Linked DNA regions of Mus musculus: region 1 is linked to region 2. A link is a contact called in public promoter capture Hi-C data. All regions are on one chromosome and are shown on one strand. The core of a region is the stretch at or near the end of the contact, and the rest is flanking DNA. Distances in the headings are between cores, read along the strand shown. Region 1 holds the start of Erbb3 (erb-b2 receptor tyrosine kinase 3). Region 2 holds the start of Rdh1 (retinol dehydrogenase 1 (all trans)).

Region 1 (4,518 bases), core at 645-3,144, 830 kb before region 2:
TTCCAGGCTTCTATTTTGAGACAGTGTTTCCCTAAGTTTTTCAGGATGATAAGTTGTTAAAAGTGCTGATCTCCTGCCTCAGCTTACCTCCATTAATTGCTTTTACTAGTGAAACTGTTACATAGGAGGTCCACAAAGGCCAAGAGTGGATAAACACATCCATACATTAGCAAGTTTTTTGTTTGTTTGTTTGTTTGTTTGTTTGTTTTCGAGACAGGGTTTCTCTGTGTAGCCCTGGCTGTCCTGGAACTCACTTTGTAGACCAGGCTGGCCTCAAACTCAGAAATCTGCCTGCCTCTGCCTCCTGAATGCTGGGATTAAAGGCGTGTGCCACCATGCTCGGCTCATTAGCAAGTTTAAAGAATCATTGCAAGAGGGTGAGGTATGGGGGAACCTGAAAAGATGACTCAGTGTTTAAGAGCACTTGTTCTTCCAAAGAACCAGGGTTAGACCCACATGGCAGCCCACAATAATTTGTAACTCCAGTTACGAGGAATTCAACGACTTCTTCTGGCCTCTACAGATACCTAAATGGGTTTGCAGAGAAAGCCTGTTGACTTGAGTTCCATCTCACAACCCCGGTAAAAGTGGAAAGCGATAATCGACTCCCCCAAAGTTGTCTTCCAGCTTCCATACGCATATCATAGCGCGAACGATCATACACACAGGAATGATAACAAATTTTTTTAAAAATTGTAGCAGGAGAGCCGGATATGGTGGCGCACATCTGTACTTGGGAGGTGGAAGCCAACAGTCTCAGCCATATAATATATTCGAGGCCAGCCTGAGCTATATGAACTATATGAGACCTTGTCTCAAAACCAAAAAATAAACAAAAGAGAAGAAAGGAGTGTAGCTGATAGCCTTAGCCTAGGGGGAGGGGACCATAAATTCTCAGGGCAAAATCTTGGAATGCCAATGTAAGGGATGCGAAATGTAAGGAGTTGGGCACCAGGGGGCGCCAGTCGGACCCGTCCGGGACGAAGCAACCCAGGGTCCCGGGGGTCATGTGCGGTGACTTCCCCGCGCCCCTCTTCGCTGTCGCCTCCGGGGTGAGCGTTGCTGTGCCCTTTGGGGTCCGCGGAGGAGAGGCGGGAACCGCGGCCGTCCGGACGGCGCGGTCGGTCCCTCAGAGACAGCTGTTCTCTCGGGAGGCCGTGGGGGGCAGCAGAGGGGACGGCGACAGGTGCGGGAGCCCCTCCCCGGGCAGAAGTGGGAAGGCGGACTCCGGGGTCTGTTCCCAGGCTGGAAACCGCCCCCGCCCCCCAGGCAAATCCCCCCGAGAGGCCGAGCCGGCGCCGGGTCTGCAGGAGGAAGCGGCCGGAGACAGTGCGATTTCACGCAGCCTCCGGGGCTCGGGTTCCCGAGCTGGGTACATGAGTTACGGGGCTTTGCGTCCCGGGGAAACTGAGGTGGCATGAACGCTAGGCTGAAAAACAACCTCCCACTCGAAAAAATAGAAATACTCACACTCCGAAAGAAAAAAAAAATCCCTCAAGTGATCCAACCGGCTAGGGGAGTTGAGTGATTTGGTTAATGGGCGAGGCCAGCTTTCTGGGGGCTGGGCTTCGGAGCGCTCTCCCTACGCGCATTCACTACCTTTCCCCCGCCTGGGGACGTTTGGAATCTTGATCTCCTCTTAACCATCTCCGGGGGAAATTGCTGGAGTGAGACCCCTCCTTGACCCTCTTGGCCAAGCTGTGGGCTGGCGGGGCACGCTTGGGCGGGTGTCTCGGGCTACAACCATCAGGACTCCAGCCTCGCACGGGAGGGGGCGCGGCCGTGACTCACCCCTTTCCCCCTTCACTCCCTCCCTCCCTCCCTTCCTCCCTCCCTCCCAGACAGACACCCTCCCCTGCCGTCCCGCTCCGGACTCCGACTACGGCTCCGGTTGCAGTTTGCAACCTCCGCTGCCGCCGCGGCCACCTAATCGCTGGCTGTTCAGGTGGCTGTCGCCTGGATGTCCTCCTAATCTTGGGGGCCCCGGGCCAGACTCGGCTGGGCTCCCTTCACCCTCCACTGTAATCATGAGTGCGATTGGGACTCTGCAGGTGCTGGGTTTCCTTCTCAGCCTGGCCCGGGGTTCCGAGATGGGCAACTCTCAGGCAGGTAAGCCGCGCGGGAGCCCCAGCAGGCTGGAAGCTGGGGGCGCAATCTGAGCGCTCGCAGACCCTGGGCAAGGAGTTTGGGTTCTGACGCTTTGAACTGGGGGGTGCGGTACAGGGTCTGCTCGGACCACCAAGGAGGGGACCGTGTGCCTCAGTTCTTGGAGTGGGCTGGTCAGGGACTGCATTCCTGTATGCCTACCCTTATTCCCAGGGCGTCGCCGACCCTCTAATTGGTTTTATTCTGATCTGGTTGGTGCCGAACAGTAGTTCACACTTGAGAGTCTTGGGAGGAGGGTGGGCAGGGACCCTTCTGTAAACGTAAGGAGCCTTGGCTTGAAAGGGTCTCCGTTTGCTCTCAGGTTCCCTGGCCCCCACCCCATTCCAGGTTTCAACAACCCCCAGTTTCGTTGTTTTGCCGACAGGGCGGGGCTATGCAAGGGTTTGAAGTTGTTGTTTTCTAATGTTGGAAAAACAAGAATGGCACCTCCTCTTCCGTGAGTGGGGCTGTCCTGAGAAGGCTGAGATTAACCTGAGGGCCAAGTCCAGGTGACATCAGTGAGAGGTCTCACAGAGGCTGACTGCCTGCTTTCCCATAAGATAAACCGGTCCCCAACTTAACCAACTTCTCTTTATCAAGACCCAGGTTAATTCAGTGAACATGTTGGGCATCTATTACATACTATACTATTTCCAGGTTATATACCCTAAGCTGGAGCTCTGGAAGAAAGGACAATCAGACCTCTTTCTCTCTCCAATCTAAGGCCACCTCTCCCACCTTCTGAACATTCTACTCTGTGAACTGGCTCCTAGACCCAACTTCTGCCCTTCCCCCATTCAATGCCATCTGAGCCTGTTCCGTGTCTCTGGGACTATGGACACTTGAAGAGCACTAGAATTGGTATCATTAGAGTCCTGTTGATCTTTCCCCTTTCCCAGATCCCCAGATCTCAGTTTGGGGTTGGCACATTCATTGCCCCTTCCCCAGAGTGGGAGTGGGAGAAACCACCTGTGCTTCCCCCACAGTTGCTGGGCCTAAATTTAGCCCCTGGGATCTTGAGATGTGAACACTCCCAGCTGGTGGAGGGGGTGGTCTGGAGACTGAAGTGGGAGGGGCCAGGGGAGTGACTGGATCACTGTCCCATCTGACTGTGCCCCCACCAACCAGGAACCCAAGAGTCCAAGATTCCCACCACCCTCCTCAAGAGGCAGGGAGCAGGCATGTTTAGTTCTCTATCCTTTATCTCCATCCTGAGCCTCTGGGCATCCGGCCCTGTCTCAAGCCTTGTATAGCCCCTTTGTCCCCTTGTGTGTGTGGCTGGGGCTTCTGAGGGCTGGAGGTTCTTGGTCTGCGCAGTCAATGCTCTCCACAGAGAAAGGTTCTGACTTTGAGCCTTTGCTCCTCTGTGAGTGTGGTCCACCCCACACCCACCCGCAGTTCTCGCTGCTTCCTGTGCGCCCCAAGTTGCCTGGTTCCTCCTGGGTAGTTGTTTATACTCCCGTCCTACCCAGGCCCTTTGCCCCTGTTTGTGAAATGTGGACTTTACCCTAAGGGTGGCAGGTAACCGAGACAGACCTGTAGGGCCTTGCAAAGCACAAGACACAAAGTGTGCAAGGCATTGTGGGCAGGTGGGATGGACTGGACACTTGTAAAACTTCCCAACTCGGGGCCCCAGGGGCAAACAATATATATTTCTGCACCAGAGTAACTGTGTACGTGTTTGTGTGCCAGCATGCACGCACAGGTACACATCATTTCCCTATGCAGATATCTTAGCTCCTCCCCTATCTGAGGAGAAGGGTTGGCACCTTAACTTGGAAGAGGGGTGTCCTGCCAGGAAGGGGACAGGGGTGGGGCACTTCCAGAAATGACTAACCTTCCCAGGCGTTTATTTCACCCCAAGGACCCTGGAGCTCCCAGATTTCTCTAGGAGAGTCTAGCTTGTTTATGCCTCCTTGCTGGAACTGGCCCACTCCTTCCATCATATGAAGAAAGGATAAGGAAGAGGATCTAGAAGAAGGGGTCAGACCAGACATAGATCTAACAGGAGAAGCTGAGGCCTCTGACTCGCTCTCTGCCTCCTGCCCCGCCTCAGGGAAGGGTGGTTAGAACAGGTGGTTGGTGGTGTACCCCTTACCCCCACCCTCCCCACGTGCTCTTACTGCGCCAGAGGAAAGATACTTAGAGCTCCAGGGAGGAAAGTGAAAGCCCAAGAACTGAAATGTACTGTACTGGCCTCTCTTTTGGGCTCTCTCCCCTGGAGTGTCTATTGGGGAGCACTGCCATGTTAGCAGTCTCTTTAAAGAATCCTTCTGGCAGTGAAATTGGGAAGAAGGCTTGGGAGTGGAGGCTCTGTTCTGCTTCTCTCCAGACCTCTCTGTTTGGTGAAAAGCACTTCGGGACTGCACAGGG
Region 2 (4,426 bases), core at 392-2,891:
TAGGAAACAAGTTGGGGGTGGCAACACATACCTGCAATCCCCATGCAAAGGAGGCTGAGACAGAAAGATCATGAGTTCAAGGCCAGCTCTGTATAGAGATCCTGTCTCAAGCCCAGCAGCAGTGGCGCACTACTTTTAGTCCCTGCATTCCACAGGCAGAGGCAGGTAGACCTTGGCCAGCCTGGTCTACATAGTGAGTTCCAGGACAGCCTGGGCTACACAGAGAAACCCTGTCTTACAGAGACAAAAAAAAAAAAAAAAAGAAGCAAACATAAACATAAATGTACTAAACAATGGGAGTTTCTGACTCAAAAGTTAAAACAGTGGGGTATTGTTAAAGGTTAGGATTTTCTAGTTCATTAGATATTGTCATTCAAAGAAACGTTATTGAAGTGGTTAAAAAGTCCTCACCTTTTTAAAGAGAAAACAATGTATTCACTTTAACACATACAGGTCAAAGTGTTACTAGTTTTTACCCACTGGGTGGGTGGATCACAAGGTTGTGGATCACAAGTTAACATTTCTTCTGTTCTCTAGTGTTTTGAACAATGACTATGTTTTCTATTTATTCTTAGGTTCCTTTAAACCACTCCGTTTTGTTTTTTGTTTTTTCCTAACTACTAGAATATTCAAAGAAGAGCAACCCCGTTCCTAGTATTTAGTCCCCCAAGTCAGTCCTTAAGCTGCTCTGGCCTGCTCTGTACACGGAACGATCATGTCTCCCTTCACAGAGGACACAGCTGAAAGGTAAGAGCAGGTATGCTGTTGACTCAAGTGATCCACCCCAGCATGGCTCCAGATGTCCTGCACACACAGCCCAGGGCCAAGTCCCATCCTCTGCTCCAAAAGGTACCCTGCTCTAACGTGACAGGCGGCATCCAGCAATCTAGATTTTCTGCATAGAAAAGATGACAGAGCAGAGACAGGAATGTGAAGGGGTAAGTCCTCACCAGGGCACCTTCTTACCAAGACCAGAGCACTTGGGAGACAGAAGGTAGGGGCTGGAGAGGGAAGAGAGAGAGTACTCAGGTGATGTACTGGGTTACTTCAGGGCCCCCAAGCCCCATTAGGGATCTGGCCAGGGAGTATAAAGGGGAGGCCCCCTTCAAACAGGGAGACAAACCAGCAACACAGACAGGAATCTCAGTGGTACCTCTGTTCCCAACACGCTCCTTCACCCACTGAGTGGCTGCCACAATACTCTCTGTCTTGGTGACATCCAGGATCACTGTCTCCAGCCTGTCAGATGTCTTGTTCCTCAGCTCCTCGGCTCCCTTCTCCGTCAGACATGCAGCCAATACCCTCATGCCTCTCCTGTCCAGCTGTCTGGCCAGCAGGTTCCCAAAGCCAGAGTCACAGCCCGTGATGAAGACATACTTGTCTTGGAGATGGCTCACCACCTGCCTCTCCCTAAAGAAGCGCAGGAGCGTCCACAGGCCCACCAGTGCAACCAGGTAGAGCCACATGGTTTACACAGCTGCTTTCAGGACAAAATGAGCCTGCCCCGTTTTCAGAGAGTAATAGGAATGCAAAAAACTGTGGCAGGCAGCATAGCCTACAGACTTCTGGCAAGTATGACAGTTGCTCCTCTCTGATCTGCTCCTCTCTGATTGTCTCTCTCTAGAACTTGCTTTTCTTTCCTTTAATCCTGCTCCACTTCTCCAGTCCTTAAGCTGATTTTCTGTGCTGATAAGCAAATGCCCCTGGGCACCTCCTACTTAAAAAACACCTCTCTAATTGGTCCACTCATTTCTTCCCTCTTAAGTGTGTGAGATCGTCTAAGCCTAATGACTCATGGCCCACATCCGTCAAGGCCCAGGCTCAGGCTCTGTGTGCCCATGGCCCCATCTGAGCATAGGTAGAACACTATTGCAAATGTAGCCTTGGACTCTGGACAAATTTACAACAAAATTCATTTCTCAACATTTCATTTCCTTGGGCAGACTAAATCACTGTCATTCCTTGCTGGAGCACAGGAAACTAATGCCATAAGAGAGGGCAAGAAGGTATCAGTTGCCTTGTCTGGGACTGGGGAGTGAAGGTCACAAATGTGGCATCTGACCTCAAAGATAAACTGTCCTGGTTTGCTTCCCATTGACATGGTAAACACTATGACCAAAGCAACTTGCAGTGAAAGTGTTTGTTTAATTCAGTTTATGGTCTATCATGACGGAACCTGAAGCAGAGGCCGTGGAAGAACTCTTTTGACTGGCTTGCTTTCCGTATCTCACCTAGCCTGCCTGCATATTCCATCATGGGTGGAACCACCTGCAGTGAGCTGGGCCCTCCCATCTCCAGAAAGTGCCCTATAGATGATCTGACTTTAGCATTTTCTCAGGTGTGGTTCCTCTGCCCAGACAACTCTAGCTTGTGTCAAGTTGGCAAAGAACTACACAGGATATAAAACAGGAAAGGAAGGGGAGGGGGTCTGGGAGTGCCCATGAATGGAAACCCCCAGAACTACTGGCAGAGGAGAGAATGGTGTGTATAAGCCCCTCCCCAACTGTATGGGTTTAGCTTGACATGACTGAGTCATATTGAGCTCTAAGAACCATGATTGCTTCTGATTAACATGAGCCAGTTTTTCCTGCATAGTTTCCCGGGGAAATGTAAGTTAACAAACCCCTCGAGCACTATGTTGAGCTTTGCCATAGGTTGCTGTACCAGGGACCTGCCTGAATTTGGAATGTCTCCATCCCAGCTCTTGTTTTAAATACTGGTCTCTCGGCCACTGGTGCAGGCTGAAGAAGCTGAGGAATCTTTAGGGGATGAGACTGGCAAAGGAAAAATGGTCACTAGTTGTGGTGGGCATTTGTAGGTTATAGCCCCTACCCTCGATTCCGGTCCCTCTACTTCCTGTAAATGACCAAGAACAGTGGCTCTGCCTCGGCTTCCCACACCAGCCGACTGAGTACCCTGCAACTGTGAGCCAAGATATATCTTCCTCCCTAAGGCGCTTCTGCAAGGCATTTGGTCATGTTATCACAGAAAGAGCTAAAACACAGTTGGAGTCCTCCTTGGCCTGTCTGCCTTTCTTAGACTTCATAGCACCTGGGAACTGGTCCTCATGGACTAAGGCTTGGTTGTTCAACAGCATCAGCCTTGGGTGCCAACATTGTCCTCTTCCTTACTGTTCTGGGACTTTCTTGCACACACACCCAGATTCCTCAGACACTCTAAAAACAGAAAGCCTCAGTTGTACAAGGACCTGAACTTCAGCCAGGCTCCAAGAGTTGGAAAGGTGGTATGTATATCCTGGCAGGACATTGAGGAAGGCATTTCCCCTCAGGAGACATGAGACAGGGTCACAGTTTGGATTCCATAGGACCTTCCATGGGGAGTTCTGGGATGGGGAACAGGATGCCACATCCCACAGGAGGCAGAACGAAGAGGGTTCAGGGAGCCAAAGGAGTGGACAGAGACAGAAGTCAGGAGTTCATGACTCTGACTGACTTCTCTCCTGCTCGTGTTTACCCAACATTCCGTCCTTTAATCAGGGGAAGATGAAGATTTTGCTGAGGGGCAAGAAACCAGTGTCTGGGGCTACAGGGATGACTCAGTAGTTAAGAGCACTCGCTGCTCTTTCAGAGGACCCAAATTCAGTCACCAGCGCCCATCTTGGGTGACTTTCAACTCCTGTAATACCTTCTTCTAGCCACCCACACGGTATACCACATACATATAAAGAAAACTAAATCTTGTTTTTCTAAGACAAGAAACCAGTATCTAGGAAGGGCCATGCCTCTCGCCTGATTGTCTCAAGCGCTTCAGTCTTGACACAGGTGTTAGCTTGGGATCTGTCACCTGGACACCAGGCCCTCCCCGAGATGTCCATTCTCTCCATTATAAGGGTATACTTCCCCATGCCCGGGAATCTTCATACTCCAAAGCTAGTAAAGGTCTGGGCTACACTTGATAATTCAAATCAGATTCTAGCCCTCAATGTCCTTCTAAGCCAGGTATGGGAACCCACATCTGAACTGATGTACTTCCTGTTGGGGACACGGGTCTATCATTCCGGCACTTGGCAGGCAGAGGCGGGATGGTTGTGAGTTTGAGACAAGCTACCTGGTGAGGCCTCATTTCAGTACAGCCAAGACAATGAAGCAGAGGAGTGAAGCCTTTATCTCATGGCATCCATGCAATATGACTGGACTGTGCCCCAGTCCCTGCTTCGATCTACTGGACTATGTCCGGTCTTTTTCCCTGGGAAAGGAGGTGAAGGTCTGGATGGCCTTGAAGGCCTGGGTGCTTTCGACTTCCTATCCACAGGGCTTTCTTTCCACCAAGGGAGGCCCTTGATTTGCAGCCTCAGGTGGAACCTTGTGTACCACAAGAAAGACCTCTCAGGGGGCCACAGCGCTGAAACATTCTTTGAGTTAGATCTGGAACAAGGTTTCTTTTGACTAAGGGCGCATGGGCGGGG

What was found. Promoter capture Hi-C pulls out the DNA fragments that hold promoters and counts their contacts.
Region 1: a contact with region 2 is called in a promoter capture Hi-C map of liver, with 2.0 times the contacts expected there. The contact joins the promoter of Erbb3 here to the promoter of Rdh1 in region 2.

What each region holds. Positions count from the first base shown.
Region 1 is chr10:128,587,011-128,591,528 of GRCm38.p6, reverse strand. Erbb3 (erb-b2 receptor tyrosine kinase 3) reads left to right here and starts at 1,894. Exons shown (of 28, transcript NM_010153.2): 1 at 1,894-2,109. The coding sequence starts at 2,028.
Region 2 is chr10:127,756,978-127,761,403 of GRCm38.p6, reverse strand. Rdh1 (retinol dehydrogenase 1 (all trans)) reads right to left here and starts at 1,641. Exons shown (of 4, transcript NM_080436.3): 1 at 1,154-1,641. The coding sequence starts at 1,466.